Linked DNA regions of Callithrix jacchus: region 1 is linked to region 2. The links are chromatin contacts, called in public Hi-C maps. All regions are on one chromosome and are shown on one strand. The core of a region is the stretch at or near the end of the contact, and the rest is flanking DNA. Distances in the headings are between cores, read along the strand shown.

What was found. A called contact is a pair of places that touch in the nucleus more often than the background predicts.
Region 1: a contact with region 2 is called in a Hi-C map of induced pluripotent stem cells, with 2.7 times the contacts expected there. The contact joins two enhancer-like sites. A contact is called at or near these places in 2 of 3 Hi-C or Micro-C datasets (induced pluripotent stem cells and skeletal muscle).

The regions. Positions count from the first base shown.
Region 1 is chr7:80,991,856-80,996,413 of calJac240_pri, reverse strand. All of the region lies in intron 6 of ERI3 (ERI1 exoribonuclease family member 3), which reads left to right. Among named protein-coding and RNA genes, the nearest start is that of ERI3, 63 kb to the left of the region's middle. Within about 2 kb of position 2,158, at least 4 of the 16 cell types and tissues checked have an H3K27ac peak or open chromatin away from gene starts, as enhancers often do.
Region 2 is chr7:80,919,190-80,923,428 of calJac240_pri, reverse strand. It overlaps DMAP1 (DNA methyltransferase 1 associated protein 1), which reads right to left. Exons shown (of 11, transcript XM_009001066.5): 5 at 4,093-4,239; 6 at 3,808-3,975; 7 at 3,316-3,501; 8 at 3,091-3,162; 9 at 2,713-2,785; 10 at 2,280-2,572; 11 at 1,944-2,063. The coding sequence ends at 2,004. ERI3 (ERI1 exoribonuclease family member 3) reads left to right here. Exons shown (of 10, transcript XR_013519991.1): 10 at 1,003-1,531. Among named protein-coding and RNA genes, the nearest start is that of DMAP1, 8.9 kb to the right of the region's middle. Within about 2 kb of position 1,973, at least 5 of the 16 cell types and tissues checked have an H3K27ac peak or open chromatin away from gene starts, as enhancers often do.

The sequences.
Region 1 (4,558 bases), core at 909-3,408, 73 kb before region 2:
CGGTAGTAGCCTAAAGTTAGTACCTGTTGAGAGCTGCTCTGGGCCCTATAAGTACTGTGCTGGGGACTATAGGGACTGCCAAGTGATCAGGACAGAAAGACCAGCACACACATACCTAATTATAGGGTAAGTAAGGTAGTGTATGAAAACACTACAGTGAAGGCACAAAACAAATTCTGTGAGAACCCAGAGGAGCCCTGTAGAGAGATGGAATGGTAATATATATTTTTTTATAACTCTAAACTCTCTTTTCTTTTGAACAGAATTTTAAAGCCCAGCATTAATCTGGTTGGAGCTGGGGAGAAGCCCTGCACAGTCTTCCTCTCCCATTCTTCCTTCTCTTCCCCCGGTCCATTAAGTAGCCTAATGTTCCTCCTTAAAAGCCTAGGACTCCATGGAGCACACTTTAAAAATCACTAGCCTATTCTAATGCCCATGCAGAAGTCTGACTCTGTATAGGACAAGTGCTTACACCTCTTGAAGGAGTCAGAAGAGCTGGAATCAGGGCAGAGGAGACCAGCTAGAGGGTTAAGGGCACAGCTGTGTCTTGAGCACCCATATGAAAGCAGAGGTCAGACTGCATCCCAGATCCTGAACACCAGGAGGATGCGTCTCTGCAGAACCTCCAGAGGGCATCATAGGCCACACAACAGCAGCTCAGGCATAGGGTCAAGATGGCTACAGGGGAAGATGGTAGTAGTATGAGCAAGGTATCTTGGAGACAGCTCAGCCCACCAAGGAGCTCCTGGTTTCCCTGGCCAAAAAAGAGAATAGCTCAGTAGCTGAGGCACTGACCAAGGTGCCCTGGAAACCTCCCATCACTTGCTCAGCCTCCTCTCTATACCCACTCCCTACTGGGGCTTCTGCCATTCCATCTGGGAAAGAGAGCTCTGGCTGGGCCCTGGTGGCAGCTCCAGCTCTTCCTACAGTGACAACAGGTGGGGCACTGTGCCTTTCACTGATGAGTTGCCATGGGAAGGACAGTGGAGAGGCACTTGTCTTTATTGCTTCCCTAGAGAGGGGCTGGGGAGATACAAGTTAGAGAGTTTTAAGGACTATTTGTGGCACTGGGGAGGTGCTTGTCATGTGGTTCTACAGGGCGTGTGTGGCACTTGTATGCTTCATGTGGGCTCCATAGAGGAGAAATGAGAGATAGTTGGCAGGTGGGCTAATGAGAGATAGTAGGCATGGAGCAGGGAGGTGCTATGTGCATACAGAGTGTCTTTTGGAGGCTTTGAGCAACTTGGGCACTAGGGATTTGAAGTTGGTTTTCCTTGGGAACACCAGCAGCCTGCCCCACAGGGGCATCCCTCTGTACTGCCTGTGTTCTGGTTTCTGTTGGGACCTCTCCAGAGTAGCATGTCTGGGAACACTTCCAGCTGTGCTGCCAGACCCAGACGCAGGTGACGGCCTTTCGTCTGTACTATAGGGAAACCAAGAGGAAATTAAATGTCATTTGCCCCCTGCACAGCAGGTTGCTGCCAGATCAGACACTGCTGCTTAGAGCTGTGCAGAGGGCACCCGAGGGAGGGCTTATGCCTGCAGCCTGTCCTGTGAGCTGTGGAGACCCCCAGGTGATGGCCTGGCTCATTCCCAGGGCTTTCTCTGCCTGGCTGGGTTCACCCTGGCCTGGAGCCCAGCCCAGTGCTACATGGCAGCTGTGGCCCATGCCAGGCCAGAGGTGTGTGTGTACCAGTGGGGGAAATGGAGGGGAAGGACAGAGCCTGGCAGTAGAGGACACACAGGAGACAGTGAGGTGATCAGCCCTTCCTCAAAGAAGCTGTGTGACATTGTGGAAAGAACAAGGCCTTTAGAATGAAGAGACCTGGTTTCAATTCCTGGCTTTACTGCTTTCTAGTTGCAGGGTCTTGCAAAACTTCCCATTCTCAACCTTCATTCCTTTATCTGTAAAATAATAAGCAGCTCTGGCTCCTGACATCTGTGGGGAAAATGTAGCTTCCTGTTAGGACTGCTGCCAGAGTTTCCCACCCCACCTCGCCTGGGTCTGGAAGTGTGGCCTGTAACCCCTTGCCGTGGGGCCTCACTGTGAGGTGAGTGAGGTGAAGTTGGTTGAGGTGAGGCGGTAAGTCTGGTCTGGCAGGCACCGCTGGTCATCTCTCCCTGCCTCAGGCCTTTCCTTCTTATCCTAGGCCTCTCAACAAGGCATCCCAAGGCCTTGATGAGATGAGTAAGGGTAATGGTGGCAAGACGAAGCCGGAGGCTTGCCAAGGTCATCCAGCACCACATGGGGCTCAGCTGGCTCCCTCCAGTCTCATGCTTGCACTCCCCTCCCTTTCTGAGAGGACAGCAGGGCTTGCCCCACCCCTTTTCTGCCCTTGAAGTCCTGGTGGTAGACCATAGTTCTCAGCTCCGCAATGACATTTATTAACAGGGCTTTGGGAAAATGTGTTTTAATACTGCCGGAGTTCTCCCTAGAAAACCCCCCAGCCCCCAGCTCACCCTCATCTGAAGCATGGCTGCTGGTGGTGAAATTCATTAGTGTTCCCTGACAGGCAGTGGCGACAGAGGCGCTCGCTGTCTGCTTCCCGCTCCCTCGCTCTCGTGCTCCTGCTTCATGCACACTGATATTTAAAGCTGATGGGATGCTTATAGACTTCTTGTACCATGACAAGTTTGGGGAGGGCGTTGAGGAGGAAGAGACAGACAAGGAGCCAGCTGTCATGCTGGTATTTCAAACAGTACTCTCGCCTGACCCTTTGCAGGCTCCATCAAGTGTATCATCTTTCTGAAGCCTGTGGTTGGAATTGTAACCTGCAGCCATCCCAGAGGATGGGGCAAGTGTGGGGACAAAGTGAGCTGATAAGTCAGCAGTGCATTTCCCCCGGGGCTGTGGGCAGGCAGAGAAGAATGGAGGGACCGCATGTGCGCACGTTCGCACACTTGCTTGAGCCCGGAAAATTGCAGCTGAGTCTCTGAGTGCCCTCGAAATTGCCCTCCTACCAGCAGAAGTGACATGGTCCTTTCTCAGTAGTCGCTCCTAGAGTGACCATTCTGTGTCTGCTATGATTATCTTCTGGATGGGCCTGGAAGCTTTCTGATGATAGAAATCCTGTTCCATTAGCCTCTGTCTGAAGGTCCTGGGTCTCAGTAATACTCCTAAATATAAAGTGGTTGGTAGTGGCAGAAAGCTCTCTCATTTTGTGTCTAGCCTGGGGTCTTAGCTTTCGTTCCTTGGTATTTGTGTGCTGATTCTTTGGATTTGGAGAATGAGTCCCAAGGTGCTTTCTCTATTCATAACTCCTCCCCTCAGCCCAAGCTTCTTGGAATTCATTTTACAGCTATGAAGTGGTTCTGGAACTTTCCATTTTTCTGTCATCCCCAGCAAGCCTTCTCCAGTATCCCCTTTCCTGACCAAGGCACTGCCTTTTTCAATGCAGTTGGCCTGGAAGCATCTCCAAAGGCCATTGCAGGTTTGGTTTCAGTTGATCTCCTTATAGCCAGAATCCTTTCCATGAGGCCTTATTTGTAAAGCATGTTTCCCTTGGTTGGCTCCTTTAACCCTCACAGAGCAGGGCATGGAGGTGAAGTCACTTACCCCAGGACACATGGTCACTTGACCAAGTTACCTTAGTGTAGTGGAGCTGTGATACTGGACAGGGCCCCACCATCAGGGGGCTTTGATGCGAAGAATGAGTCCCAGGGTGCCTCCTCCATTCATGACTCCGGGTCCTGCAGTAGGGGAGGTCAATGAGGAAAAGGCCCAGCTCCTCTCCTCCCTGTTCTTTTGCCTTGCCAGTGCCGTCAGTGCTACCATTGGCATCCTCAGTTTCAGGCTCAGCAATGGGGGACTGTTTGTCTGAGAGGTTATGCGTGAAACAACCTGGACATGCGTGAAACAACCTGGACATCTTCTGTTAGAGGTGGAGCCAGGATGCCTTTTTTCTGTATTGGCTGAAGTGTATTCTTGAACTGTCAAGAACCACCTTTGATGTGATCTGCTCCTATAGTATCCCCAGCTCTCTCCAGCACTCTGTCCTATAGGCTTCTAGCAGGGGTTTCTGGCTTGGGGCTGATGTCTGTGGGCAGTGCTTTTCTCTTCCTGTTCTTTCTGATTCCTACCCCAGCTATAGGTACTGAGTGCTAGGCCTGCCTGGGGCGGGCCCATGCTGTGTCTTCTGACATGGTGCATCTCGCAGGTGAGATAGATACTAACCAGCTTTGATAAGTAGGAGGCTCAAGCATTAATTTTTTATACATCAGCAGTGGCCAAGTGAGTGAATTCAATTATGAGTCTGCCTTCTCTCTACCCTCCTCCCCTCAATGTGGTAGTTCAGAGCTGAGACTAAGGAACCTGTTGAAATGAGAAACCCCTATTTCCTAGCTTGACCCCCTCACTAATTCGGGTTAAATTGCTATGCTATTGCAGTGGTGACACATTGTGTCTGCCTCTGTTTGTATAAGAGGATGCAGTTGGGGAGGAAGGACCAATTTGTGCAGAGATAAAAGGTGTCACGGGCAGATAACTAACGTCCCAGCCTTGTGCCTGCTCTCATTGTTGCTCAATTTGCTCCGTGTGTAAGCTCAGCCTTCCCCTCTT
Region 2 (4,239 bases), core at 724-3,223:
TGAACTGAAAAACTCGGGCACTCAGGCTCTTTCTCCTAGGCTTCCTCTAGGGGAATAAGCTCTGGGCAGGTACACCTCCTGCAGGTGGTGGTGGTGGTGGTGGAACAAATCCTGGCCCATGTCCATGATACTGAGGGCCCAGAGGCCTGATCCTGCAGCCTCCAGGGTTCTAGGACAACTGAAAGCATCCAATACTGGAGAAACTGCTTGTGAGAGTCTGACACATGCAGACATATTCCACATGAGGTATGGGGAGAAACAGGGCCCAAAAAAGTGACCAGCACCCACTTTGAGCCTACTGGGACAAAGGGACTTTTGCTGATGTATACAGCAGTGTCTGCTATGAGGAGGACTACAAATCTGGACCCTCCCCATCCTGTCAGGGCTGCACAGGAACAGGTGCCCAGGCAAGCCCAGGACACAGGGCAGGTGTGTTTCCCAGGGCCCTGGCCCAGCAGTGCCGAGCCTTGTGCCTTGTCACCAGTGATTACGGCCTGGGTCACATCTCCCACACACACGAAAGTACCGGCAAAGTCACCCTGGCCGTGGGTGTGATGAATGGCCGCGCAGTAATGAAATGGAGACATCAAGGCGGGTGGCGGGAAGACGGAGTGTGGCGGATGGGCCGTCCCCACGCGGCGGCAACAAGAAGGATCGCCCGGCGGCCGGGGGCCGTCAAGGGAGAAATTACACATTTACTCTGCCTTTTTCTTACTGCGACGGCGCCCATACATCACCACTGGGGCCAGGGCGGGACATGCCGGCCAATTTCCAGCATGAATTATGAAACTGAGAAGCATCGAGACCAGGCTTCCTGATGGCCCAGCATCACCCAGCGCAACCCGAAGCTAGGGATGCTGCCACCAGGGGATGGGACCACCCTCTCTAGAGCCTGTGGCTCCTTAATCTGACCCTGCTTCCCACCCCCACCCTTATAAGAGCACCTGTGGGCATGAAGGGGAAGGATCTGGGGCTGATCTAAATGTTTTCTCTCCTTTTTAGACGACTGCAAGAACATTGCCAACATCATGAAGACACTCGCCTACCGAGGCTTCATCTTCAAGCAGACATCGAAACCGTTCTGATCGGCCAAGGACAGGATGGGGCAGGACAGGGTAGCTGTTTGGCCCAGCCCAGAATCATCCACTCCCTCACCAGAGGGGAAGAGGGAGAGTGGCATAGCTCTGCATCCAGAGTGTCCCCCAGCTGCCCTGTGGGCTTGTGCCCTTGGCAAGGGCTTGGCCACTTGGCCCTTCTGGAGCAGACACTTTGTGACCCCCATCCCCACCCCTCGATCTCAGCCCAGTATCAGCCCCTCCCATTGTGGGCCTGGGCTAGGGGGACCCAGGCACTCACCGCCTCCTCCCTGGTACACAGGCTTCTGTGGGGCCACCAAGCCCCCCTGTGCCCCCTCCCATCCATAGTGCATGGTGTGTGGTGCCCCCAGGGCTCCAGGACAGATCAGGCCCCACCTTGTGTCTACCCCCATCCCCGCTGTGAACGTGCCACTGAATAAAGTCGGGGAAACGAGGCACTGGGGGTGTGTGCAAAACCATGTGTGTGTGAGAGGCTGCTGCTGCACTAAAGCTCTCAGGACGTGAAGGTAGGTAGAGCACGCTCCAGACTGCCTCTGTGCACAAGGCCGTCCATGTGTGACTGGCCATCACTGCAGCACCTGTAACACTCTCACTCAATATGTACACATCTTTGGAAGTGTGGGGACTGTCAGCACAGGCTGCATGCAAAGTCATCTTGAGTGTAAACCACAGGTGCTCTGAGGTACAGGAGTTTGGGTAAAACTGGTTGTGGTTAGTGGCCAGAGGGCTAAGGACCTCAACACAGGCAAACCTACCTGCCACCCCATGGAGTGGCTGTGACAATCCCCTCCTGGCCCAACCCTCCCACTAGGAGCATCAGAAGTGGTAGAAAGGAAAAGGAAGCAGTCTGGTCCAACTCAGCAACTCTATTTACGTAACAGTGTCGCCCACACCCCGTGGGGCCTCTCACGGCTTCTTGGCTTTCTTCACAGAAGATGAGCTGGAGGCTGACTCCCGTCGCTTTCTCTGAGGACACAGAAGGCGTTGAGGTCAGTGAACATCCAAGGACTGAGTCAGGCTTGGTGCATGTGTTTCACACGCTCAGTGACAAGGACGCCCACTGGTCAACCACTCCTACCCTGGGTCTCAGACCCGCACAGAAGGGATGATACCTGCTGCGGCACTAAAGGGAGAGGAGCCCCTACATCATGTGCATGCCTCCCAGCCTGTCCAGGCTCTTACCGAATTGGGCGTGAGGGGTGCGCCCACCACATCGATGATGGTGTCCTTGGGGTCAGGGCCAAGTCCGGGTTCAGTCACTGCTGGCTCAGCAGAGGCCGGGCCTGGGCCTGATGCTGGTGTGGCAGGGCCCCCCAGCACACCAGCCCGGGCCAGTGCCTCGTGACGGTGCCGCAGCATCTGCAGCTCATACTCGCAGTTGGCACAGGCCTGCTTGAGCTCGTAGAGCAGCACCAGGTCACTTCGCAGCTCGTTGAACATGTGCACCAGCTCCTCCGTAGGTGTCGGGCTCAGCTCTGCAGGCAGGCAGTGGGCAGCACAGGGGCAGAGCCCAGGTGTGGTAGAGGGTCAGCAACAGGAACTGTCCTCCCCCTGCCCAGCCTGTATCCATAGCCTCGGGTGGGTACACCCTATAGGGCCCAGTCCCCATACTCACCCACACCAAGCTCCAGCAGCATCTGTTCCAGGGCCTTGATTTTCTTCTGTCCCACAGAGCTTGGCAGCTTCATCTGCAATGAAACCAGGCAAGCTAAGCCTCTCCCAGCCATAAGACGCTTAGGATGAAGGGGACAAAAGGCAGTGGGAAAGAGGGGTGGAAAAGACGGTAACACAGAGGTTAACTATGAGCCAGAAAAGGAAATAGCCAGGAAGATGAATATAGTGAAACTGTGACCTTAGTCTGGCCACATCCCTTAGATTCTGGAGAGGCCACCTCTGTAGCAATCTCTTATGGCTCTAGCTCCACTTGCCTGCCCTGTGGAGCTGAGAGCAGAGAACCCAGGCCCAAACATGCTAAATGAGAGAACTCACGTACCCGCTGGCTCCGCAGCGTGACACCTGCAGACTTGAAGTCTGGAAACTTGATGCCTGCAGTCTCAGGAACAGCCTGGGGGAGAAGGCATTATGGAGACCAAGGTGTCGTAGGGAGAGGGCCCACCACCCCATCAGCACTGAGTGCTCTCAGAACCCTCCAGTCGGGTGTGGGGCCTTGTGCCAGGTGACCCTTCCACCCTGAGCTGGGCTGGCTGAGCCTGCGCACCGGCTTCTCAGCCTCCTTTTTCTGCGGTAGCTTCTTCTTAGGGGCCTTGCGTTCCGTGCGCCGCTGCTCTGCAGTGGTATCTGCCGCTGTGATCAGCTTCTGCAGGTCCTGGCTGCGTTTCTCCCGCTCCTTCTTCCGGGCCTCGATCTTGCGCAGCTCCTGCAGCAGGTACTCCTCCTCTGCCACCTGGGAAAGTGAGGGATGCAAAGTGTGTGAGGGCACTTCCAGGAGAGAGGGTAGACACGGAGGTGATGGGGTGCTGGGCTGTCTGTGAGGGAATCTGAGAAGTAAGGGATCATGAGGGAGGTGAAGGGCTATGAAATCAGGGGGGATGAGGTACCTCAGTGAGAGGTAGGAATGGGCTCGGGGCAGATAATAGGGTATCGGTGGGAGGCACAGGGACCTGCGAGTGGGAGGTGAGAGCTGCGGAGGATAGAGGGAATGGGCAAGGAGTTTGGGGCATGAAGCACAGGTATGTGGCCTTGGGCTAACCTGCTCTGGGGTCCGGTTGTATAGCCGCTCGAGCTGTTCCTTCCGTCGTCGTTCATGCCCAGCATCAAATACTGGTATCTTAAGGTCTGTGCCTGGCACAGCCCGCACATTGGCAAGCTTAGCACAGATGTGGTAGTACCGTTCCTTCAAGTCTTCCACAGAACGCTTCTGAGGAGCAAGACAGGGTGGAGGAATAAACATTCAGGGGCATGTGGAAGGGATGCATAAAAGTAGGGCCTGCTAGACCCAGGAGCTGGGCACACATGCAAATGCACAGTGGCTCACCTTGAACTGCTGGTGGTCATACCGGTCATGGATAACAACAAAACGCAGGTCAAAGCGGCGGCTGAGGTCAAAGAGGTGGTCAGTTTCTGCCTTAGTCCAAGCATCATCATGGAGATAAAGCTGGTACTCCTGCTCTGAGTACACAGG